Regions from separate parts of the Arachis hypogaea genome. Here region 2 is linked to region 1. Evidence: chromatin contacts called from public Hi-C data. All regions are on one chromosome and are shown on one strand. Each heading gives the region's core, a stretch centred on a gene start, on an enhancer-like site or on the middle of the called end of the contact. The rest is flanking DNA. Distances are from core to core; before and after follow the strand shown. Region 1 holds the start of LOC112758993 (dirigent protein 17). Region 2 holds the start of LOC112759011 (pentatricopeptide repeat-containing protein At1g79490, mitochondrial).

Region 1 (3,296 bases), core at 241-2,740:
TCGGAATCGGACGCCGTATGACCATCTTCCGGTGATTTGTCCGCCATTACTGGTTGATCTCTCGGGTCCCCGGCAACGGCGCCAATGTTACGATGGGTAACCGGAGATTATTGGGCTGGACTCGCTGGGTTGGCCCAATCGTCTATGAGGGAAGCCTTCGGGCGGATTCGCGTCTTTAGGGCCTCCATCTGACTTGTGAATACGAGTAAATGGGGGTGGTACCTGCAAAGACACTCTGATGCCTAAGTCAGCAAGGGCGTGAGCAGATCTAGAGAGTATTGGGACTTAGAGATACCTGAGGAGTGTCAGTGTATTTATAGTGGTGAGCCAATAACCACCGTTGAAGTAGTTCCACTTTTTAAGGTGGATAACCGTCCCTTTATCTTAGGGAAGTTGGGATATGGTTCCTAGAAGTGGGTTGAGAGATCTTAGGGGCAGTTACTCATTTGAGTGAGTGTTTATCTGCCAGCTAATCTTCGTCATCGACTTCTTTAGAGTAAGTCGTAGTGAGAACCGACTTCTTTAGGGAAAGGTCGGTGTGGAATGAGGCTCAATCCTTTGGACTGGGTCTTTTCGTTTGGATCTGGACCTTAGTGTTGAAACAGAGTATGAACAAGAAGCAATAAGAAAAACTAAACTAACCGTAGTAACAACATGATCTTCGACAAATTCAATCAATTTGATAATAGATTTATGCATAAAACTTTATAAACATTATACGCAATGTATATTGAATCATTTTCAACAAATTACGGATTAATCATGAATATTAACTTTTTCCAATTAATTTGGACAAAAAAGGGGATCCATCCAAATAAAAATGATTACTCTGTTAAAAGAAGAATAACAAAATCAATTTATACAATAAAATTATTTTACAATAACAATGAAATGGAATAAAATATATTATATTCTTCACAATCATTTTTCTACTCAATTGCTATTAAGCATCTTTGATTTGAGTTTTAAATTTGATGTAAATAAATTCTTAATAATAAATTGATTTGGTCTAGAAGATATTTGTTAAGAAACTAACCATAGTTGTCCAAGTCAATTGTTGATGTAGAATTAAGAAAAATAGTAATACATATATATTGGTCCTATAGAAAATGTTCATTATACATTTATACTCCTATCCAAATAATAATGTTTCAAATATTACATTATAACAGTACTCATAATTTTGATAACCTTTTTAAGTACTAATTTAAATTATCAATAATAACCTCATGTGATGAGCCAATAAATTTAATTGATACATTAAAAATATTAAAATTTGAATCAAAAATCTTATAGATATTCAAACTCTATTTTTTATGGTTTACTCTGTTTATAAGGACATAGAATGTTCAATAATAATAATAATAATAATAATAATAATAATAATAATAAATAAGTTTTTAAAATTTATATATAATTAAATAAAATGTTATTAAATAATAATTTAATCAAATATAATAAATTATCAAACTATTTAACATCGCAAAAAGACAACATACATAATTGGACATGAGTTTTCAATTTTCTTTTTCGCTGAAGGCAAAAGGGCCTCAACCCAGGCCTAAGAATGGAAACAAACACCACTCCGCTCCATGACTGGAAAAAACCACCACACCGTTTGAAGCCTCGCAATTAGTGACCAAAACAAAAAAAAAAAAGCTTGGCAATCTTTCTCCGATTGCTAGCCTTGAGACTTGAGAGGTATTCGTCAATTCGATGAGTGAGATGATGGTTCTATCCTCTGTCGAACTCATTGCATGCCCTAAGCTTTCTTCCAATATTCTCAATTAGCCACAATGATGATCAATACTTGTCAAATCCAAATTACCAAATATATCTGCACTGAATTTCGATACGTCTTAGCTATAACTACGTCGTTTACTTATCCCTTCTCTTCCCCTCTTTTACTAGTGCAAACCTAATCCCCCTCCGGCGACTTTTTCTCATAGTTATCAAATCCGACTCTATCTGGCTGGTTCGACCGAAAATTCGGTCATCTGACCGAACCCAAATCACTCGTTGAACTGTCCATGCCACAGATCCAGTTGAACCCGGTTCGATCCGGTGGTTTTATGCGAACCTAGTGAACGGGCCGGTTAATCCAATTCGGTCCGGGTCAAGTTATTAATTTTTTTAATTTCTTTTTTCTGAAACGGCGTGTTTCAGACCCACCACCCCCCACCCCCTCTTTGAATAACCCTAACTCCCTAAGCCTCGTCTCTGGGTGGAACCACCCCCTCCCCAGCCAACCTCGTGCCCTCGTCTCTCTGTCTCTGCTCTCTCGAGGCAGTGGGCAGCCCATCGCCCTCACCTCGTCTCTCTCTCGAGCTCGGCGCCGGCAGCCCCTCACCCTCACCTCGTCTCTCCCCTCGTCGTAAGTTTGTCACTCACTCGGCGTCGTCAGTTCGTCACTCTCTGTCTCTGGATCTCTCACCTCGTTGCTCTCTGGTCTCTCACTGTGAGTCCGTGACCCTGCGTTCGCTTCGTCAGAACCAGTGAAGCAGCATCTGCTCCCTCGGGTGGTGGTGGCGGTCGTCGTCTTCTCAACCAGGTGAGATCAAGTTTTCGACCCTGTTCTTTCTCTAGTTCAATGTTGATTTCGGTGAACCTGATGGTTGTTGAATGTGGTTGTTGCTGTTTTACTTAGTTTTTAGAGTTGTTGCTGTTATTTCTCTGGTTCGATGCTAATTTTGGTGAACCTGAGCAAATTTTAGAGTTGTTGCTGTTCTTTCTGTTTGTTGAATGTTGGTTTTTTAGAGTTGTTGTTGCTGTTCTTTCTCTGATTCGATGCTAATTTTGCTGAACCTGAGCAAATTTTAGAGGAGTTGTTGTTCTTTCTGTTTGTTGAATGTTGGTTTTTTAGAGTTGTTGTTGCTGTTCTTTCTCTGATTCGATGCTAATTTTGCTGAACCTGAGCAAATTTTAGAGTTGTTGCTGTTCTTTCTGTTTGTTGAATGTTGGTTTTTTAGAGTTGTTGTTGCTGTTCTTTCTTTGATTCGATGCTAATTTTGCTGAACCTGAGCAAATTTTAGAGGAGTTGTTGTTCTTTCTGTTTGTTGAATGTTGGTTTTTTAGAGTTGTTGTTGCTGTTCTTTCTCTGATTCGATGCTAATTTTGCTGAACCTGAGCAAATTTTAGAGTTGTTGCCGTTCTTTCTATTTGTTGAATGTTGGTTTTTTACAGTTGTTGTTGCTGTTCTTTCTATTTGTTGAATGTTGGTTTTTTAGAGTTGTTGTTGCTGTTCTTTCTGTTCTTTCTCTGGTTTGATGTAAATTTTAGTTAGAATTATTGTTGAA
Region 2 (3,128 bases), core at 194-2,693, 260 kb before region 1:
TTTTTGTTGCTAAGCTTAATTTATTTGTTATTGGTTGTTGAGCTTATTGGTTGCTGGGGTTTATGTTCTATGTTACCGATGGAACAATCACAAAGTAATGCACAGCCACAAGATAATGCTGTTCAAGATTCTCAAACTGGTTCTTCTAGAGGTAAATCTGATGATTATGATTTTTGATGAGTTGCTTTGATTAAAGGAAAACTTGTTAGTAATTGTTTCTTTTGATAGTAGAACATTATGTGTTTGTCATTATGTGCGTTCTTGTTGTTTTTAGTTATGAACTTTGATATTTGAAGTTGTTTGTGAACTTCTAATATTAAATTATGGATAATTTATTATGTGAAATTTTGAATTTTATTAAATTAGAAATTATTGAATTTATCTATTTAAAATTATATATATGTTTTATAATAATTGTATTTAATATTTAATTAAACCGGTTGAATTTCGGTCGAACCGGTAAATCATTGAACCATTGACCTCACCGGTTTATTGACCAGTTCAGTTCTCACAACCTTGGTTAGATGCCAAAACCGCAAAAATTGAAAACCGGAGTTGAACTGCTAACCCGGCTAGTAACCAATCGGTCAAACCGAACCGGGATCCGGCCGGTTTTCTTATTTTGCCCAAAAATTGCCAAAATGCAGCAGTTTAGCATTATGATCCTTAACCAGTAACACCCCCAACCCTTACCAACCCTAACTCACTCCAGGTCTCCAACGGCGTAGCAGCAGCACACACTCTTTCCCTCGTCCCTCCCATCACCCTCGAGCTGGTCGTTCCTCTAAACGTGGTGAGCTCAGTCCCTCCCTTTCGTTCAGCCGTCGGACTGGTCCTGACGCCGTTGCAAGTTAGAGCTTCGAAGCTCACTCGGTCCCTCACTCCTGCTCGTGCAGCTAACGTCTCAGACTCTCAGCAATGGAAGCACAATCGCCAGGCTTGCCTCCTACCTCCATCGCGAAGCTCTCTTCCACCGTCGCCGGCGCAAGCTCTGTTCTATGCTTCATTGCTTCTAGCTTCTAGGTATTCTTTTAACAATAATTGTTGAATAGTCTGTGAACTTGTTATGGGTTGAATAATTGTTAATTAATTTGTGAATTACTAGGTTGAATAATAGGTTGAATAATTGTTGAATAATTGTTCTTAATTAATTTGTGAACTTTGCTGTTTTTTTTTCCTCCAACCCCCCTCTTTTATCTGGTGTATTTTATTTAATTTCTTGGTGAATATATGCATGAAAATGGTGACATGGCAAATCAAATCAGAATGATATCTTCTACTCTATGATCGGTAAATTATGAAACACAGAAACTGTTTGTATTGGTGACAATGTTCTGAAAATTGGACCGGACCGACCGATAGAACCAGTTCAATCGGGAACTGGCATGAAAAACGATCCGGTTCTCCTTCTAAAACCGCCTTCTTTAAACCGCTGAAATACCGTTAAACTGGCCAGTAACCGGCCTGTTGGACCGGACCAAAACCCCTCCTTCGATACACACCATCAACATCAAGCCCTAATCCCAGACCAAAAACCCCAGCTTCATCAACAGAACCGCCGCCGCCGTCCGTGGTTGTCGGTGTCTCTGCGGCCTCCTCCTTCCCCTGTCCCAAGCCTACATGGCCAGACCTTCTCTTCTAGCTCGGCACGTCGTCCATTCCCGCGGTGACTTCGCTATTCGAGGCTTCCAGCTGCTGCGCTGTCGTGTCTTCGTCGTCATCGTATTCGTCTGCTCAGCCGCTCTTCTGCTGCCGTCCGTCGCGCTTAGGCACAACAGTCCAACAGTCCAACCCCTCTCATTCACCAACAGTCCAACCCCTCCCCAATAGTCAGTCGTTGGTCTTCCTTTCGAATCCGAAGCCTCTCTCTTCGTCACCATGATGGTTCGCTTCACTCTTCTTCATCTACTTTCAGTTTCTCTGCATCCCTTTGCTTCAAAGATTTTCTTTTCTTTTCTGTTTAATTTTTTATTTTTCTGATTTGGATTTGTTCTGTTGTATTGCGATTTGTGTGTAGTGTTGTTGTAGCCGCAAGGAGATTACATAAATCGTCACAGAAAGTAATTTCTACTCCTTGGTATTCTTGCTCCTTGCGATCTATGCTCGTCCTGGGCATTCTCTGAAATCCTGAATCTGTTTGTTCATTATTTTTTCGTAAGTAATTTCTTGCGGATCTCTGTTTTGAGTTTTCTTAGGTTTTTCGAATTAATATAATTTAGTTTATTCATTCATTATCAGTTGTTGCTGATTGTTGGTGTTTGTTCTTGATAGTTCTGATTGTTGATTTTTGTTCACTGCTGATTTTGTTCTTTATTATCTTGACTTTGTTCACTGCTTAGTTCAATCATTATCCAAAGGTAAGCTTTTGTAATGGCTAATGAGTTTCTCTTCTGTATCAAATGCAAACTATTATCTATAATATACATAAGCATATTCCCAATCTAATAAGAAACAAGCATCATTTGTTTTATATTTCACCAATGAATGCTAATAGCAGTTTGGTTTATTGTCCCCTGTCACTCTTTAATAATAAAGAACAAACACCAATGAATCCAATATTCTTGTTTACATAAGCATCATTTGTTGCAGATGGAGCTTGTAGGGTTAGGGAGCTGAGGTTGCCACATTTGGATTTTGGGAATGCTTCTTTGAGGATCTTGTAATATATTTTGCTCATGACTATGATATCTTCTGCCTTGCATGAATTTGAAAAATTGATGTTTATTTGCTGTGCTGCTGTTTTTCATGCCGTTTTTGCATTCTTAAGTTTTGTGCTGCTTAATTTTTTGTATTTTCTGTGTTGTGCTTTGATTATTTAATTAAAAAATTGCTCCTAACAAAGTTATTTGTTAAAAGAGATGCTTGAGAGAAATGAATAAATCACCATTTGGGAGTGTGATCCAACAAAGTAGTAGTTGAAGGTTTTTGAATATAGCTGTTTTTTATTTTATTTTGATGATTAATAACAAATTTTAATGTCTTTGATATTTAGATATTTATTTAGTTTGTATTTTGATGAGATTGTAACACTTTGGTGATGTAATATTTTTAATTGGGATAACATTTTAAGATTTATGTTAGAATATAATTATGTTTTAGTATGTTTATTTATATTTTATTTATAAAAC

What was found. Hi-C and Micro-C count contacts between places; a contact is called where the count stands out from the background.
Region 2: a Hi-C map of leaf shows a contact between it and region 1, with 5 times the contacts expected there. The contact joins the promoter of LOC112759011 here to the promoter of LOC112758993 in region 1. A contact is called at or near these places in 3 of 8 Hi-C or Micro-C datasets (all in leaf).

Annotation. Positions count from the first base shown.
Region 1 is chr16:34,806,660-34,809,955 of arahy.Tifrunner.gnm2.J5K5, reverse strand. LOC112758993 (dirigent protein 17) reads left to right here and starts at 1,490. Exons shown (of 2, transcript XR_011874194.1): 1 at 1,490-2,551.
Region 2 is chr16:35,067,664-35,070,791 of arahy.Tifrunner.gnm2.J5K5, reverse strand. It overlaps LOC112759011 (pentatricopeptide repeat-containing protein At1g79490, mitochondrial), which reads left to right and starts at 1,443. Exons shown (of 4, transcript XM_072220208.1): 1 at 1,443-1,884; 2 at 2,018-2,154; 3 at 2,590-3,128.